2 separate regions of the Muntiacus reevesi genome follow, and region 1 is linked to region 2. The links are chromatin contacts, called in public Hi-C maps. All regions are on one chromosome and are shown on one strand. Each heading gives the region's core, a stretch centred on a gene start, on an enhancer-like site or on the middle of the called end of the contact. The rest is flanking DNA. Distances are from core to core; before and after follow the strand shown. Region 1 holds the start of NAA15 (N-alpha-acetyltransferase 15, NatA auxiliary subunit). Region 2 holds the start of NOCT (nocturnin).

Region 1 (5,712 bases), core at 1,275-3,774, 200 kb after region 2:
AAAGAAGCAATCACAGAATGTTAATATTTTGTAAATGTTAAGTGGCAAATACATAGATTTCTTTTATGTTTCCTTCTATAAAATTTAAATATATAAAGATATAAAAGTGTCAATAGAGAACACGTTACATATCTGAAGACAGCAATTTCACTCCACATCTCCCTTTTGTAGAATTAAAGTTTGCAAAATTATATATTTATGGTTGTTGTTGTTTAGTCACTAAGTCATGACTTAGTGTTTAGTTGTGTTTAGTGTTAATGACTTAGTTGTTTAGTCACTCTTTTGCAACCCCATGGACAGGAACCAAACAGACTCCTCTCTTCATGGGATTTCCCAGGCAAAAATACTGGAGTGGGTTGCCATTTCCTTTTCCTGAGGATCTTCCCCACCCAAGATCAAACCTGCAGCTCTTGCATTGCAGGCAGATTCTTTATCACTGAGCCATCTGGTTATGGTTGATTTATCACAAAAGTGACATGCAAATACATGGGGTAAGATGAATGAACTAACCATTATCATCATCATCACCACCTCACATCTAGCCTTGGATATGTTAACTCCCTACATAGCTGTCATTCAGAGTATAACCTGTTAAATGGGATTTCTATTTGTCAAATAGTGGTAATCTATCAGAGTAGACATTTTATTGAGTTCAGGCTATAAATCACGGACTGTGTGGTCCAACTATCAGTAGGTGCATTTGAGCTAGAATGTAACTCACATAAATGTTGAATCAGACTAGTATTCACCGAGTCTTAAATATTGTTATTCGTCATCAGCCAAAAGGAACATATTTGCCAAACTATATTGCTGGCTCATTTATTCAGTTAGTCAGCTTCAGGTGTTTCAAAGATCAGAAACTTTCTTCCCTCATGGTGAAAACAGATTATTTACAGGAGAAATTTAGAAAAATATAGCAAATAATATTGCTAAGTACTCCGGAAAATATAGCAAATAATATTGCTAAAAGTACTTTCGGATATGAAGCTAGAGATTTGGAAACCTGAGTGAGAAGCTAAACTAAAATTATCACCTTAAGTTACACAATTTTTCTACTTTTTAATAGTTCAGATAGTTGAAAAACCTGTTTGGGGGGGGTTGTGAAGTTTGAATGTTACCACTAAATAACAACTATTTTTTATGAATTCTAAATTAGTTCTTAGATTTTTTTTTCTTTTAAAACTAAAGTTAAAAAACTGGTTATATTTCAAAACTCAAACACTGTTTCTTATACCCAGAATTTTCTTAATGAAACTTTTAAAGAGATCACAGAATTTCAAGAAATTCTGCGATTTGACTGCAACTATCTTATTGGTGACCCATGCAAAACGAGAGGGCATTCGAGATAACAGCCAGAAAACTCAAGTATTAGTCCCAGATTTTTCCACAGGAAGACATCTTACTCATCTCACACCTTCCATGGCACATTAAAGAGCAAGCCAAAACCAGCAAAATATCTGTGTAACTATGATTAAAAGATCAAAGCTACTGGGAGTCTTATTTAACGACTCCATGTAAAGAATGCTACTACTGATGGAATTCAGGATCTGGAGAGAGATAATCAAAAACAATCAAAGATAAAATTGTTCATATGATGTGAAAATTTGTGGTCATTGATAGAATGCCACTTTTAAAATAGTTTCACTGTCGATTTTTAGTGAAATGACTTCGAAGAGGCTCTATTCGGTATCCAGTCTGACCTTGCTTACTGCAGCAGTTCTCTAGTATCCCTGCCGGATACTCTTCGGCTTCCTAAGATTTAAGGATTTCTAGTGACGGGCAGTCAGAGTATTAAGCACTTGCTTGAAGCCAGCTGCAAGGGAGTCAGTGACCTTGAATTCTTCACTACCCCAAGGTGACTCAACACAGCATTGCATGAACTCGCTGATAAAATATAAACACACACTTTAACCTTCAGACGTTTCTTTGGCAGTGCAAGGCTGACTACCTTTCCAGGGTCCTCTTAAAGTAACAAAGTAAATCCTGGATGCCCCAGCCAGGCCCATTTAATCGGTTAACTCTTTCACGCTTTTCAGACTCCATTAAGCTCCATCCTCCCTGTATCAGTTTACAAGTCTCCTCCGCCTCTGCTGCTCAACCAGGCACTTTGTCCACGATCAAACACAGCGCTTCTTGAACACCCGCATTTTAGCATTTCAGGCTCAAACTCTGATCATACAGACTGGGAGAGCCTACCCAATGAATGAAAGGCCAGTCTAGCAATTAGCAGTGGAGACGCGATGCTGAGGCGGTCGGAACCGCAGCCGGTCACTCTTCCCAACGCTTTCCCAGCGCCTCCAAGACGAGAAACCAAAAGGATAGGCGGGGCCTGGCGAGACCCTTGAGGCCTCCGCGGGCCTGACTGCCCCCAGGTTTCCCAGCAAGCTCCAGGACAGAGGAGGTGGGGAAAGAAGGTCATCGCGCCTGCGCGCTAGTAGATGTGACCCGGGTGGGAAAGCCCTCGGCGTCCGCCATTTTGGCTGCCTCTGTCGGTCTGTTCAGTTACCACGTGAACCGCCGACGGAGACCCGTGGGGGGGGAGGCGGCGGCAGTGTTAAGTGAGAAAGGAAAAAAAAAAAAAGACTACGAGGGGAAGGGGGTGTCGGGGTTGGGCGACGCGGTGACACCTGAGGCCTGGTGGCGGCGGTGGATCCGGGCAATCAAGGCTGAAGCAGCCAGGACGACGGCGGCGGCGGCGGTCGGACAAACAGGCTGACCGAGCCGGGCGGTGGCGGGAGCAGCGGGAGGAGCCGGAACGATGCCGGCCGTGAGCCTCCCGCCCAAGGAGAACGCGCTCTTCAAGCGGATCCTGGTAAGTGTGAGGCTCCGGGCAGGCAGTGAGGAGGATTTAGCCGGTACACGGGCCTGTCACCCCTAACCTCGGCCCACCGGGCACCGGGCCACCCCCGCCCGGGACCCCGCCTTCGTACTCCTAGTCAGGCCGAATGCACTCCTTCGTCCCTTCCTTGGGGTTCCCTCTTCGGCTCGCGCGCCCGGGACCGCAGGTTTCCTCCTCCCGGTCCCCACGCTCCGAAGGCCGTGGTTCCGGAGTAGGCCCCTTGCTCCCAGGTTCTAGACGACCGGTTCTCATTCGTCCCGAGCGAAGGGAGGAGAGGCCTGCCTTCAGCAGAGAACCGGGCAACAGGGGCAGGAGCGGCGGCCCGGCTGGTGTGGGAACGCTGCCGGCAGGCCAGGGTGGCACCCTTGGAAGGAACAGGTGGTGCGGATGCCGCACCGCTCATTCATTGCCCAAGCGCGGCTCTCCTCCATGGTCAGTCCCTCCCTCTTCCTCTCCTCTTGGGATTCACCTGTCCCCGCCCGACTCGGGGTCCCTGATTGACCTGGGAGGAGGGAAGGAAGAAAGGCGTTCAGAAGGAGAGGAAGTTTTCTAAACGACTACCCTTGTAGTCAGTAGGGATGCTTGCGTCTCCAGCTTCTCGGCCTCTCTCGTTCCCTCCTTTCTGGAGTAGGGAAGAGACATTTATTTCTTAGTTTCCGAGCGGGAAACAGCCCCACCCCATCACCCTCCTTGGAGGTGGTGCCCATTGCGAGGGGGCGGTCCGGTAGGAAGTGAAAAGTTGAGAGCTTTTAGTTGAGAAGTTCTAGACAAGGGTTTCTTGCAGACTGAAGTGTGTTAACACGGATGCAAGAAATTAGAGAAAAGAGAATATAGGAACTTTTGAAATGGATATTTTTGACGGTAGCTCAGGCTCGATAATTTCCTGCATTTCAGATAGGTGCAGTTTGCATTGTTTTTTTGATACATTAATAAGATGATGTTTGGAGGGACTGTTTACGTTGTAGAATGTCTTGTAGTTTAGGTGCTATAATTAACACTGTAGCACCGTTTTGTTGAGTGGGTTGCCGCTTTCATGCATACATTTCTTTGAAAGAATTAACTACGTTTACCAAGCTGCCACGCTGCAGCCTGTCGAGCTGAAATCGATGGGGTCGCCAAGAGTCGGGCACGACTGAGAGACTGAGCAACAACCAGACTTAAGACTTAAATTTGGAGTGTGTGTTCCGGAAGTGTTAGTGTTTTCCTTTTGCAATTTAAATGTATTTCGTTTGTTTGAAAAGTATAACAACTCCTAGGACCCGGGTTTTCTAGAGACGTTGAACTAACTTTGATTTTACAAGAACATCCATATGCCTATAGGTTTAGTCATTAAGTATGGAAACAAATGTAAGAAAGTCACATCCAATACGGTGTAACTCTTAGTTACCTTGAAATCCTTATTGCCAGTTTTTTGGTTTTTAGACTAAATGGAGTGTAGGACTGTATCACCATTTCAGCAGAAGTTTATTTTTGTATCTTTTGAAGGAGTAATTGGTGTGTAGGTTCGACTGTAATGTAGTTTTAGGATAGTAGTTTGTCGTTAATCTTCCTCCCCAACTCTACTTTGAAAAAATTAAAGTTGAAAAGTTGAGATGAGTACAAGGAACCCCTGTAAACTCTGTAAACATTTAACGTTTTGCCAGATTTGCTTTTTCTCTGTCCTGACACATATACAAGAGTTAAAAGGAAATTGCTGGCCTGATCTTCATCCCTACATGCTTCAGCAAGCATCCTTCTAGAGTAAGGATATCGTTTTGTATAACCATAATAACAATAATTACTCCCTAATATTGTCTAATATCCAGTTTATTAAATTTTCTTAATTGTTAGGGAAGCACTTAAAAAAAAAAAAAAACTTATTTTGAGGTTGACTGTAGAGTTGCACATAATTAAAAAAAATAATAGAGAGATTACCTTGTACCCTTTATCCAGTTTCCCCACTGCTAATGCTTTGCAAAGCCATAGTTCAATATCATAACGTTGATCCAATCTGCCAGTCTTACTTGGATTTCTCCATTTTACTTGTACTCATTTGTGTGTATATTTAGTTCTTTGCAGTGTTGCCACACGTGTAGATTACATAACCATCCCTACAGTCAACCTACAGAACAGTTCCATGAGCACAAGGATCCCTCTGTTGCCCTTTTAGAACTGCACCCTCTCCTGTTCCTCCCATCTCTAACCTGAGACTCTGGCAACCACCACTAATCTGTTCTCTGTTTTTATAACTTGGTCATTTGAAGAATGTTTACTGAAAAGAGTCATACTGTACATGACTTTTTAGGATTAGCCTTTTTGTGTGTGTAACCAGATTCCCTTGAGAGTCCTCCAGATTGTTGAGTGTATCAATAGTTTGTTCCTTTTAATGGCTGAGTAGAATTCTACATTGTGGATGTACCTCAGTTTGCTTTACCATTCATAGCATAACAATTTTTGATTAAACATCTTAAACTTAAAAAAAAGAAATATTTGCTGGTGATAGTGGAGGAAGTCCCTTAAATTCATTGCTAAAATCAATGAATTTAAGGCTTCTTGTTATAAAGTGTATGCAGAGGAAATGTAAAAATCATTAAATGAAAGGGAATATAATATCCTTATTGTTCTTTTACATTAAAAATGAAGAAAATATTATTAACTGAAGTATGGTTAGTATTTGCTCTTGCAAAGTTGTTTCTGCTTCTTCAGTACTTGTAGTAGTTATAGTTACTGCTTTTGATTTCATCCCCTGCCTCCTTCCCCCCAGAAGTTTGCTTAATCTATTACCTTGTAATCAAGTGTTGCTAGGTTAGTAGCTGTTAAATCCTTCCATTAGCATTCAGTTTTTCAGCTAGTGCTTTGTTGTATCCTGCTTGTTCGTAGTAAAGTTATATAAG
Region 2 (5,739 bases), core at 1,675-4,174:
TATCCATGAGTTTAACTCCTAGACTTTCAAAAGTGTCTGTCTCTGACTGCTCTATGAATGCCCAGTCTTAGTTTATTTGCCTACAAAGTAACTCCACCTGGGTGTTCCACAGAGGCATCTCAATTATATGTTCCACCTGTTTTCCTTGTTTGTTATCATTATCTACCAAGGGCTCTGTCCTCTCCTCCCTCACCCCCCAGATTTAATCTGTTCCTCAATGCTGTGGTTTCTGTCTCCTTCACAGTTCTCAAACCCATCTCTTTTCCACTACCTCTGCCCCAGTTTATTGGTTTGGGAGGTTGTGTGGAGGGAGAAACAGAGATGTACATCAGAGTCACCTCTGTGGTTTGCTTTTTAAAGAAGCGTGCCTACCCTGGCCCTCCTCCAGAGGTTCTGAACCAACAAGTCCTCTTCCTCCCCACACTGTGCTTATTTTTCCCTGGCCTCCCATCCATCCTCCACACTGCTGACAGATGATCTTTCCAAAACTGCATCCTGAAAGTGGAACCTGTCTTTCAGAGGTTCCCCAGAACCTTCGGATAAAGTCCAGATTCCTCGGGAAACGCTTGACACTTTATTTCTTGCTCACAATTTCCACCTCATCTCCTGCCACTCCCTTACAGGCAGCCTGCACTCAAGGCTTATCAAAGGGTGGTACTTGCTGTTCCCGGAACATCCCTCCTTTCCTTCTTTTGCTGTCCTCAGTGGTTCTCCCTAAGCCTTTCCTGCCTGGAATTCACTTTGTTCAAAAAGTCTCTCCTGACTCCTACAGGCAGTGAGGCTCTTCCTCTTCTTCATTTCCACAGCACCTTGTTCAAATCATGATTCTATATTTATTATCCGATGACGTAAGTATTTCTATGTATACAAGGTTTCACTCACCAAACTGTGAGCAAACTTTGTTCATTATTTACCTCTATTGTGAAGCCTGACACATAATATGTACTCAACAAATGTTTACTAAATGAATTTTTTTTTTAATTTTTATTTATCTTCGGCTGCAACTAGGGTTTTGTCACTGTGCGAGGGCTTCCTCTAGTTGCCGTGGGCAGGGGCTACTCTCAAGTAGTGGCGTGCTGGCTTCTCATTGCGGTGGCTTCTCTTGCTGCAGAGCACAGGCTCTAGGGCTCTAGGGCTTCAGAAGTTGTGGCACGTGGGATCAGTAGTTGCAGCTCCCAGGCTCCAGAGCACAGGCTCAGTAGTCGTGGCGGCCGGCTTTACTTGCTCCCTGGTATCCCTGGCAACTTCCGGGACCAGGGATTGAACCTGTGTCTCCTGCATTGGCAGATGGACTTTTTATCATTGAGCCACCAGGGTTGGCTCCCGGTCAACCTGGGGATTTAACTACCAGCCCCCTAAATGAATTTGAAGCGAATAAAGTTTTAATTTATACTTTTCTGATTGTTTAAAGTATACAGTATTTAGCATATACCAAAAATAATGCTACCGACCCAGTTTCAGGAGAGCAGGCTCTTTGAATCCCTTTTAATAATGACAGTTTATATTCAAACAGTACTTTTAATTTTTCAAAGCACTTTTATTCCAACACTTTATTATGGATATTTCCAAACATATGGAAAAGAAAAAGAACTGTGAGTGAATTCTCATAGAGCCTAGATTCTAATTCAACATTTTGCTATATTTGCAGAACACTTTTTATGGACTGGTTTGATCATCACCTTTTATTTGACCTAATGACTAAGCTATGACTTTCTATAGATAAGGAAAGTGAGACTAAGAGATTTAACGATTTGCCAAGGAGGATGTCTCCCAGGAGTTATGATCAACCCTGTCAGCTGACACATCCACACCCTCTGGGTGTCGAATATATAACCCAGGTCTTAAAAATATTTTGAATATCCTTAGTCATGAAAAGCTTCCAATTCCACAAGACACTAGACTCAGCAAAATCATGGGAAAACCAACAAGAAAACATTTCTAGGTCATAAATCATTCAGAGAGGAACCGAGTCTTGGGTATCTCTCCCACTCACCCCACTTCCTGTTCTGGTTAGCCATCACTTCCCGCCCAAGCTATCTGAGATGTTTCTTCCATTCATTCTTTTCCAGTACCAGATGCAAGTCTAGAATATCTTTCATATCAGCTAGTCTACTCTCTTCTGCCTTTTCACACGCCCGAGACACCTGACCTCCAATGACAGCACGGCCCTAAGACATATCCTTGCCCAGCTGACAAAACAGCTCACCCTTTTCTACCATGTTAAGTCTAATACAATCTGCCTTACGCAGTATAACCTATCCAAGCATCTGCCTTACTTCCTTGCTTCCATCCTACATAAGAGATGTTGCTGCAAAGATACCTAGGGCTTTTTGCTTTATTTCCTTTTTTGCCTGTGTAAATCACCACCACTCTTCCTCCCAAATTCCACAAATGTAAATCCAAGTCGTAGCCCAACACAAATGCCAATCTTTTAATAAGCCTTCTAGAAAACCCAGGCATGTTAAGACCTCTATCGCCAAATTTACATAAACTTACGGCACTGATCTTAATACACCTTGTACAGCTTTATGGTCTGATTTCTCTTGCCACGTTGGGCCCCCTTTGCCTGAGGATAACATTCCTGAGGAAAGGGACGTTTTCTTACTCTGCGTCGCACTTGCACACAGTAGGGGCTTTATCGTGCTTAATTTCGTTTTAATGCCACACATCCCGCCTAAAGGGTGGGGGACAGACACCCTCTGCCGGATTCTCACTTACACGCGTACACGGATGCTGCCTTTCACTCGGACACACACGTGTCCCCGGGGCCATAGCCTGGAACGGTCTTGGGACTCCCAGCCTGTGGACGTTTCCACTCCACCCAGCGGAAGGGGAGGCTCATTTCTTTAAAACTGCCTTGAGGGATACTTATTACCTTAAACCTCCCACAGCCTCCCCCCTATAAATAGCTGAAGATCTGCGTCCTCTCAAAGCAGGATCACTCCGGTTCTACGAGTCCCTGCCAGGTCGCGCCTGGCGCCGGTCCCATGGACACCCCCTCCCTGGTTCGCTTGGTAGCGCCCGCTTTGTCAGCGCGCTGCGCTCGCCGGTTACCCTCCAGCTCCAGCCGGCCCGCGGCAGACAGCGCCTCGGCTTCGCGGCATCCGCAGCTTTGTCCGCGCCGTCTCGGGCTTGTCTGCCTGCGACCTTCCCCCGAGCCGCGGCTGGAGGAGAAGGAGCCCCGGAGCCTCTGCTCGGACGGCCCCAAGAGTCTGCTGGGCTTGCCCACCTCGGCGGGGCCCGCAGGTCGGTGGGGCGCGCGAGGGGCCGCGGCGGTTTTGGCGGCGGCGCCCGGCATGTATCAGAGCCCGCGGCGGCTCTGCTCCGCCCTGCTGCAGAGGGACGCGCCCGGCCTGCGCCGCCCGCCCGGCCCGCCGCCGCCGCGCCGCCTCTCGCCCACGGCCGCCCCGCGGCTCCAGTCCCCCCGGCTCCTGGCGGCGGCCTCGGCGGCCCGCGACGTCGCGAGGTCGTGCTCCCGAGCAGGTGAGTGCTCCGCCGTTCCGGGTGGAGAACGCGGCGGCCGCCACCTGGAGACGACGGGGAATGAATGGGAAGCCGGGGGCTGCCGGGCGGCGGGGTGCGAGCGGGAAGCCGTGCCTGTTCTCCCGGAGCCGCCGTCTCTGCACTCTTTTGCCGCTCTGCTCTCGCCATCTCTTGCCTGGGGCTTGCATTGCGTCCGGTAAGAACTGGAACCCCGTACCAGGTTTCCGTTTAATCCTTCCCGTTTGATGCCGCAGTTTCAGTATTTCTCGCTCTTGACCTACGTTATCTTTTCCCCTTCCGATGCCGCAGATTGTGTTTTACTTACTGCGCTAATGGTGGAACATTTTATGCAATACGTCTATAAAGTTACATTTATCCGATCATGTGGCCTGAATGGCTTAGGTGGTCAGAATTTTGAAAAATGTATTAACACGCATTGACTCTTTGGACTTGAATTTTGGGGGACCCTTCCAGTCTTAATATTTGAGTCATTATGCGTCCTGTATACCTGGGGTTAAGATCTTGTAAAGGTGATGCGATCTCTTTGCCAAGAACCTGTTGTATAGGTCACGTGCTCTGGATTTTCCTTGGGTTGAGGGGAGGGAAACGGCTAGCAGGATCTTCCCTGACCAGGGATCGAACCTGTGCTCCTTGCATTGGAAGTGTGGAGTCTTAACCACTGGAACCCCGGGGAAGTTCCCTGGATTTTCCCTTGTGTGGCCACGGAAGTTTCTGCCCGAGGCCTCAATACCGCGGCCGCAATTTACATACAAATTAGTATTAGTCATACTTTTAAAATTAATAAAGCTTCTCTTTCAAAAGTGGGCAGTTTCATCACGCTAGCAGGTATATTTTAGTCGTACTCAAGTTTATTGCTGTTTAAGATGTATGAACATCTCAGACTGTAAACGACTGCCTTTTGCTCCAGAAGTTTTGTGTTCTCTCTTTTTTTTTTTTTTTTTTTTTAATATTATTTTATTAGTTGGAGGCCAATCACTTTACAACATTTCAGTGGGTTTTGTCATACATTGACATGAATCAGCCATATAGTTACATGTATTCCCCATCCCGATCCCCCCTCCCACCTCCCTCCCCACCCGACTCCTCAGGGTCCTCCCAGTGCACCAGGCCCGAGCACCTGACTCATGTATCCCACCTGGGCTGGTGGTCCGTTTCACCATAGATAATATACATGCTGTTCTTTCAAAACATCCCACCCTCACGTTCTCCCCCAGAGTTCAAAAGTGTTCTCTCTTTTATGCCGCCCTACACGGGTTGCCGGATCTTAATTCCCCCACCGGGGATTGAACCGCCAAGGCAGTGAAAGAAAGCGGAGCCCTAAACACTAGACTGCCAGGGAATTCCCAAGTTTTGTATTAACTTCAGAACAGATAGAGTAGTAGAAACTATGTTCAGTGTGGCTTTCTTTACTGAAAGTGATCACCCAAAATGTGATTGAAGTCAAGATATTAAACTCTATTCAGATGATTGGCCTCTATTCAGATTATGGGCGGATGTTTAGATTGAGACATACTGTTTAAAATCAGGATTTTCTTTTTGTAAAGGGACTTCGTCGGCGGCCAGCGGTTGAGACTGCGTTTCCACTGCAGGGGTCACAGATTCCAGCCCTGGCCAGGGAACTAAAATCTTGCATGCCGCCCAGCGTGACCAAAAATAAATAAAATTAGGATGTTAAACTGATTACTGGAGACTAAACTCTTTTGTTCTTTTTTTAAAAAGGGTGAACTTGACAGTCATTGATATTTTCTTTGCAGTTCTGTAGGAATTGGGCGTTTGTGAAGTAACTATTAGAATGGAAAAATTTCTAGAGGCACATTGTTGGGTTTGAAGTGGGAGAAGTAAAAGAAAATCAGCTGGTGTCTTCTGTAGCACCATATCTCTTGTCTTAATCTCTTACCTTAAATTTCCTGCGGGTCCTAGGGCAGAGTTAGCCAGTAGGTTCATCTTGGGAATACACATAGCTTGTGTAATCTAGATAGAGGTCTATGCTGTTAGTGGGAAGAAAGGTCAGGACATGTTGGATCTTAAGCCTTTGACATAGAAAGATGTTTAATGACCTTCCTAGAAGTCCCCTGAAATCCCCTAGTTTTAGAAAGAAATTGAAAGGATTTACAAGACCTAGGCAGTTTTCTCATCTTGCTCAGTTTTGGCTTCAGCTGCTTGTTGGAAAAACTCATGAATGCATTTATTTGCATATCCTTTGATCACTCATTCATTCATAAAGTCTTTCCATTT

Evidence for each region. Hi-C and Micro-C count contacts between places; a contact is called where the count stands out from the background.
Region 1: a Hi-C map of blood shows a contact between it and region 2, with 4 times the contacts expected there. The contact joins the promoter of NAA15 here to the promoter of NOCT in region 2. A contact is called at or near these places in 2 of 3 Hi-C or Micro-C datasets (blood and muscle).

Annotation. Positions count from the first base shown.
Region 1 is chr13:52,619,899-52,625,610 of mMunRee1.1, forward strand. It overlaps NAA15 (N-alpha-acetyltransferase 15, NatA auxiliary subunit), which reads left to right and starts at 2,525. Exons shown (of 20, transcript XM_065905014.1): 1 at 2,525-2,812. The coding sequence starts at 2,759. It overlaps NDUFC1 (NADH:ubiquinone oxidoreductase subunit C1), which reads right to left and starts at 2,434. Exons shown (of 4, transcript XM_065905018.1): 1 at 2,197-2,434. The coding sequence starts at 2,419.
Region 2 is chr13:52,417,180-52,422,918 of mMunRee1.1, forward strand. It overlaps NOCT (nocturnin), which reads left to right and starts at 2,925. Exons shown (of 3, transcript XM_065904733.1): 1 at 2,925-3,483. The coding sequence starts at 2,988.